Linked DNA regions of Drosophila melanogaster: regions 2, 3 and 4 are each linked to region 1. Evidence: chromatin contacts called from public Hi-C and HiChIP or PLAC-seq data. All regions are on one chromosome and are shown on one strand. Each heading gives the region's core, a stretch centred on a gene start, on an enhancer-like site or on the middle of the called end of the contact. The rest is flanking DNA. Distances are from core to core; before and after follow the strand shown. Region 1 holds the start of lncRNA:CR44478 (long non-coding RNA:CR44478). Region 2 holds the start of Polr1D (RNA polymerase I and III subunit D). Region 3 holds the start of lncRNA:CR44409 (long non-coding RNA:CR44409). Region 4 holds the start of lncRNA:CR44904 (long non-coding RNA:CR44904).

Region 1 (3,252 bases), core at 418-2,917:
CATTCTATATTATTCACAGCTAAATTCTACATAATTCGTGTGCACGTCATTACGTCTCTCTGGGAACTGGGTGTTCTGGCGGGCAAGTGAAATCGCACTGACAAGTCCTTATCGCACCCGCATCACCAGGATGCGTCATCGAGCTTCCAACTTGAACCATATACGGCATGATGGCCAAGGTACACGTACAAAGCATTGGTTAGACTATGTACTGACTCATCTGTTAGTGGTAGGAATTCTTGGTAGTTACCCGGAGTCGGAAACACGGCGATGAGTATGAGTATGTCACCGCTGTTTCTTTTTTTGCTGCAGGTGGCTTTTCCCTCAATGGCGAAATAATTGGATCACCGATTGGCCAATAAGGCCCTCTGATTGATCGATAATGAACTGTCATGGTTGTGAGGTAATAATGAATCCAGTAACTTCCTGGGTTTTTACACTGAGTACATTTAATCAGTATATAGATACTTTTGATAGATACCTTAACAACTGGCTTGAACTTATGTTTAGATTCTTTGAATTCAAATGCTACATACATAGTACAGGCGGTTTAGGAATCCATATTTTAATGACCCAGAAGAAGATAATATTCTGCGCAACAATCAATTGCGAATTCAGGGAAATGCGAGATTGCCTTAATTAGAAATCGGACATATTTTATTATTCCAAGTTCCCCTTATCTGTTCGATATTTAAAGGCTGCCAAGCACGCACTCGCCCATAAAATACGCCTTATTTTGACCATAAACTCAGTATTCGCGCTAACGATTAAGATTGCGATGTTTATGTGAACTTAGTCAAGATTGTTTATGGCGGCGATGAATTGAAAATTACCAAAAACAAGGCCGCAAAATGTAATCAACGAGTATGTGTGTACGTATGTACGTACACTACGGCCAGGACTTGGGCGGAAACAATGATTATCAATTCCGGGAATCCTGCGGCAATTGTAGTGGGGAGTTTGGCAGAATTCCCTCGCCCATATAATACGACTTGATTTGGGTGGGCCGCAAATGGGGAAATTCGCTGGAACAATGATTGCAGACGAGCGTCTATCACTTCAAACTTATCGAACGTTGTTCGACCTTAGCGACTGATATCAACCCTGAACGATTTCCGTGGAATTCCCTTGTGTTAATCACCTAACGAGTCGCCTGTGAGTATCCATATGTATGTATGTGCATACATTTGTACGTACAGTCGCGTCATATGTTTGCGCCTAATCAAACACAGAAATGGGAAACCTTGTTGAACAATTCAAGCAATTAACAGTGCATATATTCTCACCACTTTTCCCAAAAATGGAAGGGAAAATATTCAAGTTGCTTCCCGGAAATGCGACCCGCAAGCGGTAAACAGTCAAAAATTGCAGCTTTTTAACGAGAATCGAGAAATTATAAATTAAGTGTTTTAGCCGGAAAACGATATGTATGAGTGCGGCCGCCACTGGCGTCGAAATTATAGGGTGTTCGATGGATCATAATGGCCCCAGCGATTCGATTTGTATGCACCGTTGGCCGCCTAACGGTAATTTGCACACTTATAGATACATAGATACTTTTTTTCTTCTCACTTTTCATGCACGACTCCATGCCGCACGTGCCACAGGCAATTTATCGCATTCAAATCGTACGATTGGATCAGGTGAGTGAGTGAGTGAGTAATCAATACATTCTGTCTAACGTTTGACACGATCGTTCGCATTAACCGCAGATAATTATTATCATTTTTCCCCCGATCGAAAGACTCAGCGACTCCGTCAACTTTTGCTGTTTGCTGTGTATTTACGACTATGATGAAATACAAAAAGAGTGACTTGAACTCAAGATTCAACTTCAGATTCCAAGAGACCCGCATGAGACGGCAGCCAGCTAACAAAATTTTTCAATGGAAATACAAAACTGAAACGGCAGATACTGAGATACTGAACTCGGGTCAGGCAAGAGGGACTGGATCCGCATGGACGACTACACTGAGAAAATTCCATATATTATATCAATAAGAAAGGATAAACGTGAACAAACAAACCCTAAATTTACTTCTGTCAAGTTAATAAAAATGGAATAAGATAAGCATGGCTTTAATGTGATATCCTAATACCCAAAACGAAGGCTTTTCGCTCAGTGCACCTCGAGGGTATCCGTAGGTAGGACAAGGCGTTCCATGAGTCACCCAGACAATGAGTAGCAGCAGGCTGTCCTAGGGACCGAATCCCGAGTAAACTACACACAGCCCCGTGCATTTCTGCCTACCGAGTATTTGGAGGGCTCGTCGAGCTGAACTTTCCCTCTTTACCTTTTTACTTTTGTTTTTCTTTCACTCCGCCGCTGCTGCTGCCGCTGCGCGCCAGTTGCCAGTTGCCACGCGGAGCCAACCGGCGGTGGCAGCTGAAGTTTTTCTGCGCCGCTGCAGACAATGCGAAATTTCGTCAGAAATCCAAATGCGGATAATGATCTAATACATAACTTGTTCGGGGTAAAAATGTTGATAAATGTTGCCGGCCAGAGACGGATGGCGATGGGCGAAAGAAAGCCAACAACGCGCAGTGGTTTGAATGGCTAATAAGGGACTGCTAATGAACGGGGGATTCACTGCCCAGAAATGTAGGAGAAAACTTGCAGAACTCAAGAGGAGATACATACATATGAATGTATTCAAATGTGAAGCAGAAAAGTGAATTTTATTTGCATTTATAACAGATTTGTAGGCAAAACGTTGTGTCTAAAAATAGTCAAAGACAATATATAAATACGAAACAAGATTTGCGTAAACCGAATGAATGGATTAATGACAAATTTAGATTAATTTAAAATTGTGAAGCCCGCTCATTCGGACAACTTGAAATAATGTAGGGGTATCATAGGTCTACAACTCAAGAAGTGAATATTCAAATAAACAGCGAAAAAAGGTTGGGTAGCAATTATGAACTTGTACAAGAATTGCCAATTTGTACTGGGATTTTTTCCATGTGCAAAAGTGCAAACAATTCAAATCCAATCTTATTATCTGTAAGTGAATAATTTTCGTACATGGGCCGCGCCCCTTCGTCAAGGCCCGTTATTAAAAAACCATTTGTAGCCCGGCACTCGAAATGAGTTTTTGTAACCTTCTCAGCTAACTTGGCCAACAACATTTGAGCCATGGCTTAGCTGGCTGTCCCACTGTTGGTATTATGTATTACGCAGAAATTGTCACAACAAAGCAGCAAAAGCAACAGCAACACGAATTGCGGTCAACGGGGCGTATGGGGAAC
Region 2 (3,252 bases), core at 354-2,853, 990 kb after region 1:
AAACTGTTAAATTTAAGTTGTGTATGTATAAAAGAGTATGTCTTCTGAAACATTCCTACTGTTTGCTTGTGCCAAGTGTCATACCAACATTGACTTTAATTCTTGAAAATCAAATGAGTTACTTCTAAGTAAATGCATAAATACCGTGGTAACGTCATCGATGTATCGATAGCGCGCCGATGTCTCCACCAGCTCCAGTTCTTGACGCGTTCTGACACGGACGCGGTTTTCAGACAGAGCATTGAATTGTGTGTGTTGCTTCTTAATTCGCTTTGTTCTGTGGCCAATTTTATTGGGCCAACTGCGAAATCAGTTTTGTGCGGTGTCGGCCAAAAAAAAGAAGAAAAAGTGTCGCAAACAGCCGCATTAGCATAATTGCAAGCCGCCTTCTGCATACGTGTGTGAGTGTTGGTTTGTTTGAAAGCATCAGCAGAAAAGGCGGCAAGGAAAGAAGCAGAGAGGCGAAGCGGAGCGAAGAAAACAAAAACAAAAAAACTGCAACGGCAAACATAATTATTTGCGCAATGCATTCAACGTGAAGTTGCTCCAAAAACACCGACACTCGGGAAAAACGCATACAACGACGAATCGGCAATTCATTTTACATGCTTTTTCGCCGTTTCCATCAGGAATTGACTGCAATACAGGTTTGTTTAATGCCCACCATGTGCTTATTAATAACATCGCATACATAAATAAGCGGTATTGAAAAGCTCGAGTTGTCATTTCAATTTTGTTGACGGCCACGCCCCCCATCTGGTTCCGAAAATTATGCAAATTCATGCGCCCTTTTATTTTTGTGCACGCACACAGCTGCAAACAGGCAGCTGCCTCTGCCGCCGTGCCGTCGACGCTGTTGCCCGCGAAGGCGGAAGTGATGGCTAAAAAATACCAGTTCAGAGGCTCAACTAAAGCTTTATCTTGTTCGTTACTGTGCCTCCTGTTCTGCTTTTCGTTAGTTATTGCCAATAATGTAGACTTTTATTTCCAAATTGTTAAATTTCCTAATTGGCACTTTGCATTCACGTTCGCAGTCTGCATCTTCAATTACCAATTACGAGAATAACAGTATTCGGTTTCTTAACATGTACTTTACGATTTATATGCATATAACCAAAAGGTTGAATACAATCAAATATGATCTTACGTAGTTTCCAGTAAAATTTTAAAAATATTTTTTATTTAATTTCGTTAATATGTATGGTTTTTTAATCCAATAAGATTTTTATAAATATTTTTCTCCCTAGGGTATGCAACACTTTATTGCAAAGATACCCAATAGCTCTTAGCCAATACTCACTGTATTTTGTTTCCACTGGTTGCTATGCTCTTCTCCCCTGCCCCTTGCCATTCCTCTCTCCGCTTCCTTCTCGGCATCCTGCTAACTCCTTTGCACTCATTTGTTCGGTGGTAGCTGACACACACACATGTACACACATCTGTTGTGCTTTGGTGGTGACTAATGCGGCAGCATGTTCCGTTATCTCATGCGTTCCCCCTCCTCGCGCCCACGCGCCGCAGCGCTTGTGTTGTAATAATCACTTTTCGTGTATGTATGGCAGTGCGCGCGAGTCTGTCTCACGTTTCGTTTGGCGCCATGCGTTCCCCCCAATTTGCAGTTGTTGCAATTTAGTCTAGGCTGCGTTCCTCTTCCATTTCGTTTCCCCCATTATGCTGGGCGCCCTTTTGCCTTGTTGTTTTTGTTTTTACATGGCCTGCAGTTTAAGTATGTATATATGTATGTATTGAGAGCCGGCGTTTTTGTGGCTCGTGTGTGAGTGAGAGCGAGGCAGCTGCTCTCTCCTGGCCGAAAAAAGTGGCTGCTCTCTCTCCTGGGCTAACTCTATTCTTGCTTTTATGGGTTTCTTTTGAGTTTGCAATTATTTTGGCTTTGTAGTGGTTACAACAAAGGAACTGCATATAACCGTCACGATCGTGGCAAAAAGGGAGAATACGAAAAAGAGAAGTGCGAAATGGTTCTGGGAATACGATCCAGAGGGCCCATGTAAATATGTATGTAAACACAACCTAATATATACATTCATACATACATATGTACATAGCAACAGCGATCTATGGCCTGTACATAGAGAAAATAACTTCCCTAGCATTTACTCGCGAAGCTGATTCGTAAACAATTCACCACCTCGTGTGTAATATATCTTTTCAACGTATAATAAACGAAAACTAGTAGAAAGTAATAAACGCATAGAAAAAGGATGCAGTACGGTAGACCATTTTAAAATTATATTAATTCAAAATACAAAAGTATTTTTTGTGTATAGCTGCGCACGTGAAAATAAATTATAAAAGAGGGGGAGCCCGAAATTTTAAGTCCTCCCAAGGGTGGTGTATATTCCACCTTGTGCCATGAATATTGCAAATAATCCACTTGAGGTACAAAATACCTGTCCACGATGTAGACACAGTGTGCTGACTTGACAAGGACAGGTTATAAATTGAATTTTAAAACAAAAATTCTATGTATAATGGTACTAAGGTTTTTACCGATTCTATTGGTAAATTAATAAATGCTTAACGAGTTTTTGAAAATAATTCTGTCAGTAAACATAGCAATGGTGTGTTCTTTCGATCATTTATCTATATTTATCAATGGTGCATGCAATATTTTTGTTGGGCCCACTGTGCCAGAAAGTTCCAAGGATGCTGCAGACATCGAAAGCCAAACGAAACGAAATAAAATAAAATACACAGACAGTTTTGGAGCGAAAGGAAGTGGAAGGAGTAGCTGAGGTGAAGAAGGGGCTAAAGGGGAGCCCCTTTAGCTCGAATGCAGACAAAAAAGGTGAAGTGGCAATGGCACAAGACGAAGACGAAGAGCACGAGAACAAGGAACAGACGGGAACACGGACACGACGACGTGATATTCCAACATCCTGTGCAGCGAGTCACGAAGGAGGTGGGGAGCGCCATAAAGCCGGAGAGCACAGCAAAGCAGGGGGCGGAGGAGAGCGAAAACCTGTCATCTGCTGCATTCGATGCGGGCCACGAATAGGGGGTGGGGGGAATCGAGGAGAAGAGAAGGAGACAGAGACGCAGAAGGATGAAGCTGCAAGCATTTTTAGAATTCCCAAAATCAACATAAAAACCAAGTAAAGTAACTACACAACAGGACAAATTTTTAAGCCGAAAAGTGCAATATTTGATTAATAGGTTCGAGTTTAGTACCATTACTGTTAATCAGTGCATTAATAAATTTATTTGATAATTTGTGATGTAATAAATTTTACA
Region 3 (3,252 bases), core at 433-2,932, 720 kb before region 1:
GTAGTTGTCGTGCTTCGTATAATTAACCAATACACTGGCAGCTATATAGTCGCGTGCGACTTGCACAATATGCGTTATATGTACATCTATATGTATATATATATGTATGGATATCTATGTGTGAACAAGTCGGCGCTTCACGTCCGTCGGCGGCCAAGTTCAGATTGAAACTGAGCGGTTCGCTTCACACTCGGCTGCAAGAGAGCTTCGGAATGGCTTCGATAGCTCAGGCTCCATTCTCAGCTGTTCGCTCTCTGCGATCGCATGCATTCGGTTCGTATACTTGATACGTATACGTGATACGTATACGTGATAAAAAGTTACCGCTGCTGATATGATGGTTGCTGATCGCAACTGACGGAGGGTGCCAATATCTGTTTTTATTTTCGAAACTGCTTCACTTTTCCTTTATTTATTTTCATTTCCGTTGTGCGTACTCAATGTTTCGTTCTCTCTAATGTATTTGTGTTCAAGTGCGTTCCTATGACGCCATCGAGCAGAAAAAATGGTTATAGATTTTTAAGTGGATTTGGAAAAGTGTTGAGATTTTTATAACGCTCTGCAGGTGTTCCAATTTCGATTTTCGGCTATAAGTAAACATTGATTCCCTTACAAAAAAATGTGTACTTTTTGCTGGGAATGAAAATTTATTGTTATGAATGGTTTGGAAATATCATAAAAATTCAAAATACCTAAGATGTTATTTCACATGAACTCTTTTCTCATTAAAAATTCGTTTAAAATAGTGCACAGGTTTCTGGACAAATCAAGATCAAAGGTTTATTATAAGATCAGATAGGAGGAAAAGTTTTTCTTTATGTGAATCATTCGCCATTCTGGAATGAGAAGCCGAAAAAAATCGACAACTATTAGCCAGATGCATAACAATAGATCTATTTATCTAATATAGGTATGACAGCTGAATGTTTTTATTGATTTTCCCAGGAATTGACAGACCTGAAACGAGTTCGACCCTCGGCAAATGTAAATTATAAAATCCATACAACGTTGCTAATTCACGCCAACAAAATTCCCAAATGAGACCGAAAAAAGATTCGCCAACGTCTAAGGTCGAACTGAGTTATTAACTCAATTTTTGGCTTCTGTTCCATAGACAGATTTTAGTCATTGAAATAAACACAAGTGCAGACCAAACACGTAGGGGAAAAATATTTGCAGTTAACATTGCCAATCGGGTGGAAATATTTCATTATTGTTGTGCATGAATGAAAATAGTATAATTTATTTCTGCTAGCCCACGAAAATTTCGAACTAAAAACACAGTTTTCATGTAGCGTGGGCTCGTCTGCGGACAAAATGCATTTTGGGAGCAAATTTCCCGGCCGCAATTTACATCTATATAGGATTGCAACAAAGCCAAGAATACCTCAGGACGTGCAAAAATAAACTAAACTATTTCAGCTCTGGGGTTTGAGAAATTTTAAGTTAGGAAAACAGATATTTATTTATTTAGCAATTTATTGAGCAAATATGAATATTTAGATATAGATGAAAATATAGTACGACAATTTGTATAACTTTTTGAACATGTTATTATCAAATTTACAATTGTAATCCACACTTTTATTCTATTATTTTAAAATTTCTTGCTCTTTATGGCTAGGGATCACTGTAGAAGGATTTTAGTTGCGATTGTGCTTTTAGCCATACATGTATGACAAATGCCCCATGACGTAGTAGCCACTTTCAGTAAACATATCAGACGTCACAGAAATCTCCAACTCTTTATTAAGCTCCCCGAAGAAGAAGAGAAGAAAAAAAGGGGGAGAAGTCAAAGACTCTACCCCCGCCCAAACAACTCCCCCTGCAATTCTGGCACATTTGCGCTTCAAGGTCACGCGCGTGAGCGGGAACGAGAGGGAGAGAGAGAGCGAGGAAGAGAGAATGCAGAAAAACAAAGCCAAGCCCCAAAGAAATCGTGGAAGGGGGTGGAAGGGGGCGAAGGGGGCTTGACGGCGGAGCGCATAGTTGAGCAACCACTTGTTGTTGCTGCCGCTTTTATTGCTCCTCTTCAGCCAGCGCCAGTTTAAGGCCACCAAATATGCACTGGGAGAAACAAATAGCACATACATCTTAACAAAAAACACTTAAAGATTATAGATTTCTGGATATTAAATGGCCTATTGAATTAAGTGACAAATAATATCTAAAGTGGATTTTGTTGCATTTGTTGGTTTAGTATTTTATTAAAATATTAATTTTAACATTTTCTTTAAAGGCATATTTTATCAGATGCCTGAAGCATGTAAATTTAAAAAAAATAATTTATTATAAGGTGAATAGTGTTAAAAAATGCGAAATAGAAAACAGATCTACAGCTTTTTCACAGTGATTGAATTAAGTCGAAAGGTCTGCGCCGCCCTCAAAAGAGGTAAAGAAACAAAGCGCGTAGTGCATTAACATTCAAGACATTCGGCTGACGAATAATGGTGATAAGCAAAGGAAGGGGACGAAGGGGAGCCGTATCAATAACACGAACAGCCAAGTTACCGACGAACTCGAAATGTTTGAGTAGCAGAAAAGCCATGATACAAAAAAATGACTCAGCCTAGTTCAGCGAATTCAAATGCTCTTCTGCAGTCAATATATACTTGCTAAATTGCACTAAATTCTATAATGACGAGTTATATATTTGATAAGGTACTTTGATATATATATAAAGCAAACAAACAAAAGCGAATAAAAGAGAGGTAGATTTAATTGCTAGAAATGTATATCTACGGTCAGTAATAAGACACTTAATTAAAGTGTAATTTCCTTTTCTAAAACCCACTATTTTGAAAAGCTTGGCGGAAAGAAAACACTCTACGAATTGGCAAAACTTTTGCGAAGCATAAGAGAAGAAAACGTTAAGCTATAACAAAAAACCTGTCCGTCTGCCTTGTCTTTGGCTTTTGGCTTTGCAGCACTTGATTGGCTTTTGGATTCCCCGAATCGTCGATGAATCATCGCCTCACCTATATACATACATACGTATACGTAATTTCTGCGGCTCACCAAACACAATTGTGCCGCTCGCACACAATCACTTTCAATTGGGGCCTTATTTGTGTGTTTGTGTGTGTGTGTTTGGGTGTTTGCCCATGCGGAAATCTGCTGAGAGGAAAGCGCTGGGAGAGCTCCACCGAGATCATCTGCTCCGGAGAGTGGGAAATTTTGGATTGCCATTCCAGTTCCCAGTCCACTCACTCTGCCTCACCGCATTACATAATTGGTAACTGCAGGAGTTGT
Region 4 (3,252 bases), core at 302-2,801, 650 kb after region 1:
GTTCGCCAAAGTCCAAATCTTTAACGGTTGTTGCTGCTGTTCAGTTTGGGTCAGATTTATGGAACGTATAATTGGCCCAAACGGATCTTGGCATCCAAATGCGCTGCGCCTTATTAATAATTGCAATTTTCATGGCTGTTTATCTAACTCTTTGTACGTCATTTGGGGCGCCAAGTGTTGGGCTTTTCCGGGCGAGGTGGGAAGGGTTTGCTGAGGAAAATAGGTCCGTTGTGCTATTTTTACACTGAACTTGATCTTGGCAAACAAATATAAATTTACAAAGTACATGCCCACTGGACGGCAGAACTTTGTTGGGATCTTAGCCGATTACAATATTTCAATGTCGCCCACTTGCGGGGCGGAAAAAGCCTCAAGGAATGCATTATATCATCTGGCTTTATAAAGTGTACAATAGGGCACGGCGCGAGGAAATTAAATCATCCACCGGATGAGTTTATATCACAAGACATTAGCGTAGTATTCATATAGGGGAGCCCCACTCAGAGATAACTTCTGGTTCCCATGGATGCTTAAAGACGCACTTAAGTCATGTAAGTAATACATTTCTTATCGACTTGAAGTTGTTAGTAGTAACTATTATGCAATTGTAAGTACGGCTAGTGCGTAATTAATAGTGAACTACTCATTTATATTTTGTTTTGTGAAATAAATGTTTTTTAACGTATAGTTACACGCAGTTAATCAAAGTTAGTTCGTAGTTGTATTAAGTAGTAAATACAGTAGTAAATGAGTTAGAAGTAAGTATTAAGTAGTAAATAAATAAATGAATTAGAAGTAAGTATTAAGTTGTGGTTGTATTAAATAGTAAATAAATAAACGAATTAGTAGTAAGTAAATGAATTAGGTAAAGAAATAAATTTTGTATGGTTTGATTTGAGTTCTTAAGGTTATGAAGCTTAATTGATTTTACACTGATCGTAATTTACTCTACATAAAAGTGCAGTCCCTCCATTATATTTTTAAAGATTTTTTTATAACTATAAGCAATTACCATTCATAATTGTCCATTAATTTTTAATATCCCCCAGCAGGCTTACTAATAAAATAAGGGAAAAGTTTTTTGGGAAGCCTTTTCATTATCCCAGTGGCGAGTTTTTCATTAATTTCGTAGCAGGACGCGGAGAAATGGAAGTGAGTGTCCAGTGGCGAAACGAAATAATTTCAGCGCACTTTTAATTATCAGAAAATTACAAACACACATCGGGTGCATACAAACACATAAACATTTATTTCGTATATAGTGGGAGATGCAGTTTTCAGTATGAGGTAATCGGGCAGCAGGCTTTTACACCCACCCACCCACTCACACACGGGCACACACACACATTCCCACACACGCGCACTAATACAGCCAAACGCTTGTTTCTGACTGGCGGGCATTGAATGGAGTTGTTGGTGTTGTTGTCGCCATTTCGCTGTCGTCTCCCTTATCTCTCTGTCATTATCTCTCTCTCTGCTTGGGGAAAGGTATGAGGGGGTGGGGAAGGAGCGGGATGGGAAACCAGAGAGCGACTGTCATTCGTCTGTCATCGCTCGCTTTCGACTGAGCGGCGAAAACTTTGGCGTCGCATCGACGCGGCAGCAGCAGCACTCTCTCTCGCTCCCATCCCCAGTCTTTTTGCCGCGTTTGCGCTCTAATATGGGGTGGAGCTTTGGAAAAAAGAGAGCAAGAGCCAGAGCAGCGGTAGCTTGTTGCGCTCTCTCGTTGCTGCTGGCATTTGATTAATGAAGTGTGTTAAGAGGTTACCAGCCAAGGACAAAGGCCCTCCAAGAGGTCCTTGACTGTGGCAGCAACATATGCTCGTACATACATAAAGATATCTCTCAAGGAAACAGACAATTGGGGGCGTGGCCTCTGCCAAAGCTGCTGCCGTGTCGCTGCTGCTGCTGCTGCGGTTGTTGCTGCTTTTGCTGCTGCTGTTATCATATCTCTCAGTCGCTGCTCATTTAGCGCTCTCTATCTCATGAGGTATGGCCATCCCGCTCGCTTAACTGTTGCCGTTGCTCTTTCGCTTGGGCCCACGTTGCGTATACGTAATGTGCGCCAAATTGTGTCGCCACACTGTCGTTGGTCCATTGATGTGCGCTGATAGCGACAGTGGGCAGAAGCAGCGGCGCAGCTGCAGCGCACCAGCAACTTTACACAAAATGGCGATTACAGGTATATATGTAAAAGCGAAGAAGGTAGAAACAAGACATCCACACAGACACAGAGCTAAACACCTTTTCGAAACACCCCCACCCGACCATAACTCCTCTTCATCACTCAGTGGCGATATCTCGGCAGCGCAACTTTCTTGTGACTGTAGAAATAAACAAAAGTCGAAAAAAATACAAAACAAACAAGAACCCTGCCGCAAAAAAGAGGCAACTCCTGGTTGTTGCTGCTGTTGTTGATGTTGCTGCTGTGTTTATTGCCTTCAGCTGCCGTTGCAGCCGCGGCACTGAGTTTTATGTCTTCATTAACTGAAAAAGTTATGAGCCATGGCTGCGGGGTTGCCCCAAGAAGAGAAAAGGGCAGGCAAGTGGGGGCCAAAATCAACGAAGGGCGATGGCAACGAAGGACAGACCTGACCACAGCATCCATCTGTAAAAGCCGTAATTGGACTTGGACCGATGGTTGACAACATTCCCTTTTCAGTTACATGCAACAACGGCGAAAAGTGTGGTACTAAAGACATTTTTGTGATCTGCGTCATGGTAATCAGTTTAAGTCATGTGCAGATTCTACGTTTACAGAGACTGATTCTGAAGTGCGACAGTGGTATAAAATCAAAAAAAAGTTTAAGGAGGAATTTTTTTTTTTATTTTCCTGTATCTTGTAAATTTATTTAAATTTTGTCATAATTTATCTGAAGTACCGAACTACATTAAGTTACGACAACATTTTAAAGAAACATTTCACAGAGAACTTTAACCATTTAGCTAGCTACCTATTTTTCAACCATACTACACCTCTTTTTTTTCATTCTTACGAACTCTATTTGCCCCACTGTGGATCGTTGATAACTCATTTCACGTGTCTAGATAGAATTACAGAACGCGTAACACCGAGCTCCACTTACCGCCTCCAAATCGTTCGGGTGACTTTCTGAGATATTGGTTGGTTTTGTTTTTTATTTTACTACTCGGTACTCGTAAAAGTCAGTCACAGTAGCCGTCGTTGTTGTTGTCGCTGTTGCTGCTGGTCAAGTCATCAGAAATCAGAAAAGCGTCGTGGTTGTCGTCGCT

Evidence for each region. Hi-C and Micro-C count contacts between places; a contact is called where the count stands out from the background. HiChIP or PLAC-seq counts read pairs in DNA pulled down with a chosen protein or histone mark.
Region 2: a contact with region 1 is called in a Hi-C map of the Kc167 cell line, with 2.5 times the contacts expected there. The contact joins the promoter of Polr1D here to the promoter of lncRNA:CR44478 in region 1. A contact is called at or near these places in 5 of 107 Hi-C or Micro-C datasets (the Kc167 cell line, the PNm cell line, the S2 cell line and 1 more).
Region 3: an H3K27ac HiChIP or PLAC-seq map of the Kc167 cell line shows a contact between it and region 1, with 9 times the contacts expected there. The contact joins the promoter of lncRNA:CR44409 here to the promoter of lncRNA:CR44478 in region 1. A contact is called at or near these places in 3 of 107 Hi-C or Micro-C datasets (the D17-c3 cell line, the Kc167 cell line and the S2 cell line) and 1 of 6 datasets of contacts at active chromatin or transcription factors (the Kc167 cell line).
Region 4: a Hi-C map of the Kc167 cell line shows a contact between it and region 1, with 2.6 times the contacts expected there. The contact joins the promoter of lncRNA:CR44904 here to the promoter of lncRNA:CR44478 in region 1. A contact is called at or near these places in 1 of 107 Hi-C or Micro-C datasets (the Kc167 cell line) and 1 of 6 datasets of contacts at active chromatin or transcription factors (the Kc167 cell line).

The regions. Positions count from the first base shown.
Region 1 is chr2L:18,143,431-18,146,682 of dm6, forward strand. lncRNA:CR44478 (long non-coding RNA:CR44478) reads left to right here and starts at 1,668. Exons shown (of 1, transcript NR_124351.1): 1 at 1,668-2,069. All of the region lies in intron 1 of Socs36E (Suppressor of cytokine signaling at 36E), which reads right to left.
Region 2 is chr2L:19,133,630-19,136,881 of dm6, forward strand. Polr1D (RNA polymerase I and III subunit D) reads right to left here and starts at 1,604. Exons shown (of 3, transcript NM_001273634.1): 1 at 1,301-1,604; 2 at 145-192. The coding sequence starts at 1,351. brat (brain tumor) reads left to right here and starts at 187. Exons shown (of 5, transcript NM_001201913.2): 1 at 187-647.
Region 3 is chr2L:17,428,024-17,431,275 of dm6, forward strand. lncRNA:CR44409 (long non-coding RNA:CR44409) reads left to right here and starts at 1,683. Exons shown (of 1, transcript NR_124330.1): 1 at 1,683-2,134. All of the region lies in intron 1 of Dif (Dorsal-related immunity factor), which reads right to left.
Region 4 is chr2L:18,794,629-18,797,880 of dm6, forward strand. lncRNA:CR44904 (long non-coding RNA:CR44904) reads right to left here and starts at 1,552. Exons shown (of 1, transcript NR_124370.1): 1 at 1,196-1,552.